2 separate regions of the Mus musculus genome follow, and region 2 is linked to region 1. Evidence: chromatin contacts called from public Hi-C data. All regions are on one chromosome and are shown on one strand. The core of a region is the stretch at or near the end of the contact, and the rest is flanking DNA. Distances in the headings are between cores, read along the strand shown. Region 1 overlaps Gm40159 (a long non-coding RNA gene). Region 2 has its middle 7.1 kb from the start of Gm33758.

Region 1 (3,882 bases), core at 734-3,233:
TGTCATCTTATTTTCCCCAGTACCCAGCAGAACACCCTTATATTTCATAATTTGTATTGCTATCAGTGCTGATTTGTAAATGTGCAAATTATAATTAACAACGGCCACTACTTCTATTAACTATTAAATCATTCTTGCAGCTTATATTTTCCACAGCAGATGGAGCCCTGCTGTATGCAAATTGACTCTCCTTACATTGTCAGCGATTTTTTAACTTATATTTTAGCTTAAAGAACATATTTCCCCCTTCCCCCCAGTTTGCTTTATGTTTTCCATAGCATGTAGGTTAATATTTATTTACTGCAGATTCCCTTTCTACCAATAAGGATTTCATGGACTATTACATTCCAGCACACTGGTTTTGTTTCCTTTCATTAATAGCTCCTTAATCATCTTCCTTGCTCCCAAGTACAAAAGCTTGTTGTTTGTACCGATGCCACAGTATTGCATAAGAAAGCCTTCCCTCGTATTTCAATATGCACAGCAGAAGCAAAAAGTGTCCAGCATACCACCCTAGTAGGTTTTAATTTGAAATCCAATCTATGTGCATTCCCCCTCACTGAAATAAGCCGAAGCATTTAAGGTTTTATATTGTGCTTTAAATATTCTATTAAATGTCATCAGCTGATTCAGGAAAATGTATTGCAAAAATATTAGAGATGTATAAACGTGTAAATGTAATAAATGCTTGGGACATGGAAAGGAATGTAAAAGTCCAACATCTATCAGGTAACCGTAAACCACTAAGAACCACGGATAGAGAGTAATATTTGTGTGATATATAGTATCTTAAGCACAGACTCTTATTTCTGGTATTTATTGCAGAGCAGTTACATTAAAAAACCCACTAATATAGAATTATTGCTATCTTTCCTAACTGTGAATTCCTGAAGTATGAATATTTTGCTTGAGGAGTGAGCTCTAACTTTCTTAACAATGAAAGGATGTATGCCGTCTTTAAACCCGGCTGGAATCGGAAGGTTGTGTTTCCTTGACAGGTTTTTAATGGCAAGTTAAGACTGCTGGGGAAACTGCGGAACTCAAAGGCATTAACTGACAAATTAAGCAAAGAGTAATGAAAACTTGGATGTGTTAGAATCATCATTCATTGAACTGTAATTGCCTGAGCAGCACAAAATTAAATTGTAACAAGTAAGGGTCTTGACATTTCCCGCAATTTCTTAAAAAAAAAAAAAAGTTTGTACATGCCATGGGAGATAAACAGTAGTCACATGAAATACTGGATGTGGGTCTTTTAAACTAATTAATTGTGTTCATTCAGTGGGAATCAGCCCCTTTAGAAGACACAGAAGGTTACTGTAATGGTGTGCTTTTTTGAGTCTTTAGCATTGAAAGATTTTGATTCTTTGGTAGATGATACAATTCTAGGTAGGGTCATGGACCAGGTATAAGGCCTTTTAGGTTATGGAAAAGACTAGAAGTGACTTGTTCTTTGTGTCTCTTTCTCCCACTACACACTTCGTGTAAAAGAAGACACATCAAGAATATACAGATTGTTATGAATATCATTCTAGGATCTTAGTAGGTTTCATTTCTCTCCAGGCAGAAGAGTGTCCCCTTCCCACCTACATGAGAGGATGCTCACAGAGAAAGGGATATCTGGGTTCTAGCAAACGATTTGGATGTCCATACCAAATCTGAGAGGGTGGAGCAAAAGCCTCAGAAGTACAAGCGAAATGTAGTTACTGTGAGCTATAGTTATGGAACCCACCAGAAGAGCCCTAGCAACTTTGGTTTTTAGGTTAGAGATTGTGAATTTCCCAGCAGAGCCTGCCTCGGCTTCGGGTGGGAAGCTGTGATGAATGTTTGAGTGAGAAAATATGCGTGTGAGCTAGAGCATCTGCTTCTATTACTTAGTTTTCAAGAGGACACTGCAAGTCACGGAAATGAGTGGGCTCAATGCTGGAGAGGATCCAGAGGAAGCCAGATCGTAAGAAGACAAAGGAATAACAGCTTGGAGAGAGCTGTGGGTGAGTCTGAGGGGGCGGTGAGGACTCACCCCAGGGGCTCATCGTCTTCTCTGTTCATCTGGAGACAGCCAGTCCTTTTTAAGCAGCTTGAAGATTCATTCAAGATTGAACTAAAGTTTCCCCATTAAAATATTTCGAAAATGAGATGCCCTGGGGCAACAGTTTCGCCTCTGATAACACTGTGTGGAGGGGTGTCCTGTAACCACCAGGAATCAATAGAACAGAACAGAAATAGAACCAGAATCTAGCATGTGACTCCAGATATAAAGTTGAGTGAAGTGTTACTTTAAGGAGACTAAATTTCAGAGTCAATGCATTCCCTTAAAGATTTATGAACTATCTGCAGCTAGAAGGCGAGGGAGGAGTTTGGGTATTAGGCAAATGTCTAGATAATTTTGTAGCTTGAAAAAATAGAATTTACATTCTGGAGCAATAGCGATGACTAAGCTTTGTGTGAATGCACATAGGAGCATGTATCAGAATCACAGAGACAATCAGGCTTAATTGCTATTCCTTCTTCACCGGAGCTAAGTTAAAGATGGTGATATGGGGTGGAGTGGAGAAGAGGCTAGGGTAAATCAGGAGAAGGGCCCGGCATGTTGTGCTGTGATTGCACTTTTGCTTGCTATAAAGGACATTATATTTGTGACTTCTCATCTCCTATTTGCTAAAACCCGTGTCCAATTCACAAGTTCTTTCTTCCCTTGTTATCTTTGTGTATTTACTCAGCACATCTGTTTGTTATGGAAACTCTAATACTTAGAATTGGCCACCATGAAGCTAAGTCATTAGGTAGACAGAGTGGAATTCAGTTCTTTCATCTCCATTTAACTGGATCATTTCATGTCCCGAGAACCCAGTTGCAACTTCCCTACTCTAGCCATCCTCTCCTTATCTGCCTCTCTCTTTGTTGTCTTATCAAAGCATGTGAGTTCTATGGCCTATGTCCTCAGTACTTTCTTAGATTTATTTAACCTTACATGGCAAATGAAATTAAATAATAGATATTGGCTCTTAAGGGACTCTAGGTCATCCCCTTCTGATAGTAAATTTCCATCTGTGTAAGAAAAGAGGGATGCGGTGAAACCTATGCTGAGACAAGGGAGGTAAGGGCATCCCTTGCTTGATTTCCTGACATCCACTTAATGACTCTGTCTACAAAGAGCTTTGGATGATCGGTTAGAATATCAAGATTATACAAGGCTCTAGATCAATAAAACAAGCAAGCAAACAAACAAACAAGCACACACACACATGAATTTTAGCCTTGTCTGCACAGTGACCAAATAATTCTCAATAATTCTTGACATGACTTGATTGATGTGTATCCCCAGGCAAATCAGCACTGGGTGGAGAAGGATGTCTAGGTGAATCCTGTCACATTAGACAGACAGACACCTGTACTTTCCAGACTTCTGTTCCCATACTCATTTATTTTATTTTTTTTTAACAGATTCTGCTCCAAATGTTTGTTTATTTATTTTTAACATGTGCGTGTGCACGCGTGCATGGGTTCATGCTTGCGTGTGTGTTTGTGTGTGTGTGTGTGTGTGTGCATGTCTCTGTGTGCATGTGCCCGTGCATGCTCATGCTCGCATGCCCTTCCTGTGATAACTTACAGGTGTCAGTTCTTTCCCCCTGCCATGTGTGTCTCAGGGCTTGAGTTCGTCATCAGGCACCTTTCCTTGCTGATCTCTCCAGACCAAAATTCTGATTTTGGAGACATCCACTGTGTTTGTCACGAGTAACTATGTTTTCTAGAAAATTTGACTTAAGGAGCTGCCTGCACGATGCTTTTCTTGGTGAGGAGACTGTGTGAGAAGGAACACATGGACCAATACATTTCCAAAATGGTCCTGATGCTGTGCTACGTAAACTTCAAAGATTTGTG
Region 2 (4,021 bases), core at 1,229-3,728, 280 kb after region 1:
GGGCTGGTTGGTTCAGGATTATTGATCTTGGAAGTTCAGCATGAATCAGTGGAGAGAAGAAGAAATAGTTAACTTGTATCATTAACGCCCAAACCAGCATTAACCAGTGCCTAGGAGTTTGCAGGGTTCCCTTCCTTCTGAAGTTGAATCGACTAGGATCCGCAGGCAGGGAAGGGGAGCTACAGCAAAGAGAGACACCATTTGCTCCTCCAAACACATTCTGTAGGAAGGCGTGGGATTTCACAGCAGTGAGAGCAAAACTATTCACAGCGGTACCATATGCTCCCCACCATCAGGAGCAGCCGCACTGGTCACTGTGCTTGGCAGGCGAATAACTGGGTGGAAGATCTGAAGATCACAGTGGAGTAAAATCTTCAATCTGCTCCACAGGCAGAAATCAAGTGAAAAAAAATCCTCTACAGATCCTCTGTGTGTCACAGGTACATGAGGACCCACATGCATGTGCACACACACACACACACACACACACACACACACACACCAGCATTCATGTGTGTGTGCATGTGCTTATGTGTGTGTGTGTATGTGTGTGCCCAAGGGCATGCATATGTGTTCCTTCTAAAATGGTTAAGGAGATACAAAGACAGGGTGTTTATCTTGCAGATTGTCCCATGGAGACAAAAGTTCACACTGAGTGCCAAGTGAAAAGTCTTAGAACATAGAATGTGGAGAAGGGTTATTTTTGGATTAAACTCCATGTTTTCAGTGGCTTTTCTCCCCCTCTGAGGAAAAAAAAAATAAGATTGAGAGGAATTTCGCAAATGCCAAGACCACTTAATAGCAGAATTACAGCTGACGATAAATGCAGCACTCTTAAAGCTTGTCCTTTCTCTGTTATTAACTTTGTTCTTTTGGTTGTGCCAGAGAAAGCACAAGAGATAGAAATTGGCAGAAATATGGATCTGAAGAACAGAAATTCAACTCAAATGAAAATACCGTGAAAGCCTCTAGTTGAAATAAAGTCTTTTGTTTAATAGCATAACTTTCGCCATCAAGAAAAGGTTTATTTGAATCAAAAGTAGAATTTAGGACGGTGTTATCTAATCATTATTAATTCTGCATGCACAGGGGGAATTTTCTATTTCCAAAGTGGTTCACGATCATTAGTTAATCCACTCAGCATGCTTGGTCTAAATTGTTCTATGCACTTAACAGATAAGAAGGGTTGCATCTGATACACAGGCAGCAGGACACACTGAGTGATGGACTGCTAACCCAGAGCAGGGCCTCATCTTAACCACTCACTTGGTTATTTTACTCTGGGCACCAGGCCTCTACCCACAGCATTTTCAGACAAGGACTCCATTTGTTTGAAGAATAAGCACATATGTTACATAAAATCTCCAACAATCGATTGAAGGCTCCAAATATGGATTTTCCCAGTGACTCTTTTTAATATCAAGTAGTCTCTCAGTTTCCCTTGTGAGTAAAGTACTTCTTTTAAAGGGCTAGTCTTTCTATCAACATGGCTATGAAGAGTCAACATTACAGTAAGGATAGATGTAGACTGCCCAGTGCTGTGTTGTCCAGAGGGTCTCAGTGCCTTGGGATCAATGACTTGGTTCCTTGCTTGCCTTCGCTTCCCAGTCTACCTTCCCCTCCCCCTCTATCCTCTTCCCTCTCATCCCTTCTCCATTTTTTTTCTCATTTCTGTTCCTTTTCCTTGCCTGTCATTTAGGCTGTCAACTACCCTCATCTGTGCTCCCATGTGAAGTTTGCCACTTTCACTTTTCCACTTGGAAAGGGGACTCCCGTAGGCACAGTGCTAGCTGTTCCAGTGTGAGTGGCTCAGACAGGAACCAAATGCCAGTGGCCAGCAGGGCGCTCCACATCTTGCTCAAGTTAAAACTGTGCAGATTCCCTTTGTTTTCATTTGTTTGTACCTACTCTAGCCAAACAAATTAATTTGTGGTTCAGATAATATATGCCATATGTTTAATTAGCTGTTACATGAAGTCTAAGGAGGCTGAGCTTTGAAACCGGATGCTACTTTCTTTCTAGTTTCTTGACTTTTAAAACTCACATTTGGGGGTTGTGTTTATCTGTTTGTTTGTTTAATTCTCCTGATAATAAAATTATCTAGTGGTTTCAATCTTTACATTTTTTTCTTTTAATACTAAAGAATTCATTACTTCTGTAAATTTAATTCAGCCCAAGATGCAAAATATACTTATTCAATAAACAGACACTTAAATGAACTAGAATTAAGGAGTTACCTCTTATTTTTCAATTGTATTTAAGTGTTCATAAATTCCTAGTGAATAGTTTGCTTGGTGAGATTTCTATGTCTTGAAAGATATCTTATTTGTCTTTAATATGTTTTGTTGCTGTCAAAAAAAAAATCAGTACTGGAGAAAATTTGATCTACTCCTAGAAACGATGTCTTCTGAAATGCCTCCACAGAGGACATGATGAGTCACTATGGCGTCAGGAGAAGACATGACGAAGCCCAGGCTTCTCTGATGGTGCCAGTGCTTGCCTCTGCAGTGAGAAAGCATTCAGGTTACATGGAGTGATAATCTGGCTGGAGGAAGGGAGCCGGCTAAGTCTGCCTGGAATGTCTGGCTGCCGGTTGGCAGACGGAGCCCTTTTTTCACCTTGAATCTGCCAGGCTAAGGATGCTTTCATGGTAATTTTCCGATGTCTTCCTTGATCAGTAGACTGCAGCATTTTATCATTCTGCAGATTTTGTTTTCTTCATGGGCTATTACGTCCACTGAACTGCACTTAACATCTATTAGCTTAGGTCTCCAGAAGATCAAAGTCCCTCTGTAGCTGATTATTCTGCTCTTTGCAATTTGTGTCTCTCCCTCGCCCTGCCCCTCCCCACCAATCCAGGGGCCTTGCACGTTTAGAGATTAGCTTTCAGTGGCTTCTCCTAAACAATTTATAGACATAAAAGCATCATAAAGAGGACTCCGTGCCTCTAGAAAGAAAACAAGACTGAAAAAAAAAGTGAAGAGAGCAACGGAGATTCTGTAATGTTTCTGTCTCAATATGAATCTTTTAAAACTCATGCTTCACTATATGTTTTGAAGTGGGATGCGTGAGGGAGACAGGAAGAAGTGCAGTTCCCATAGAGATCCATTCCTTTCCCTAAAGCACTCACTGTGTTGCTTCCTTTTCTTGCAAAGCCGATCCTGTCTCCCACATTTTAGCTGACCCCATTTGCATTGCTTTTCGGGGGAACCTGGTCACAGTGCCAGTGTCCCCTTCTTCTTAAGGGGCACTGCTAACCTTAATGACTGGCTTCTGGTGGAGGATTGGTTTTCATTTCATTCTGAGTCCTTAGTAACTAACAATCGTCCTCTAAATTTGCTCCCAAGGCTGTGATGGACCAAAGATGCTGTCAGAGTTTGATCCTGTCTCAACAGCAGACCAGACCCTGTCCTGACAGGGCTTTTGCACCAGCCCTATAAGGAATACTTTTAGAGACTGTATAAGAGGCCCACTGTAGTCTGTCAGCACTTGTGAAAAGTGTGCTTGTGAGTTGAGACAGACATTAGAAACTCAAACTAAAGCTAACAACTGAAAACAAACGAACAAACAAAATATGCTGAAGTTTAGGAAGATTTCGATCTGGAAGGACTATTGAAATAAAGGCCTGGGACCTTTACCCCCAACCTCGAAAGATATATCCAAGGAACTATTTACAGTATAATGACTCCAAGAACCCATAGCAAGAAGAAGGAGGAAATGGAGGAAGGACAGGAGGAAGGGGGAGAGAGAGGAGAGAGATTCCCAAACAGAATCTGTTCAGATCACGGGGAGATCTTGTTCCAATAGACTATGAGCTGGTAGGTCTGGGTAGAACCCAAGAGTCTCAGACGTTCTGGCTGGCTCGGGTGCTCTCAGGACAACACACAGACAGTGAGATATTCCCTATGGTCCACAACTGCTCTGACACTGCAGCAAGCTATTCCCTCTGTGCAGTTCTTTTCCTTCCCTGGAGACACTGGATTTCAATGGATGGTGAAGAGACCTTGAACCGTGACCTTAA

What was found. A called contact is a pair of places that touch in the nucleus more often than the background predicts.
Region 2: a Hi-C map of cortical neurons shows a contact between it and region 1, with 2.2 times the contacts expected there. The contact joins two enhancer-like sites. A contact is called at or near these places in 3 of 484 Hi-C or Micro-C datasets (cerebral cortex, cortical neurons and forebrain) and 1 of 115 datasets of contacts at active chromatin or transcription factors (neural progenitor cells).

The regions. Positions count from the first base shown.
Region 1 is chr3:143,314,763-143,318,644 of GRCm38.p6, forward strand. All of the region lies in intron 1 of Gm40159 (a long non-coding RNA gene), which reads right to left. Among named protein-coding and RNA genes, the nearest start is that of Gm33514, 6.6 kb to the right of the region's middle. Within about 2 kb of position 1,984, at least 18 of the 459 cell types and tissues checked have an H3K27ac peak or open chromatin away from gene starts, as enhancers often do. A contact at or near this core is called in cortical neurons, where this site is marked.
Region 2 is chr3:143,594,648-143,598,668 of GRCm38.p6, forward strand. No RefSeq gene overlaps it. Among named protein-coding and RNA genes, the nearest start is that of Gm33758, 7.1 kb to the right of the region's middle. Within about 2 kb of position 2,479, at least 31 of the 459 cell types and tissues checked have an H3K27ac peak or open chromatin away from gene starts, as enhancers often do. A contact at or near this core is called in cortical neurons, where this site is marked.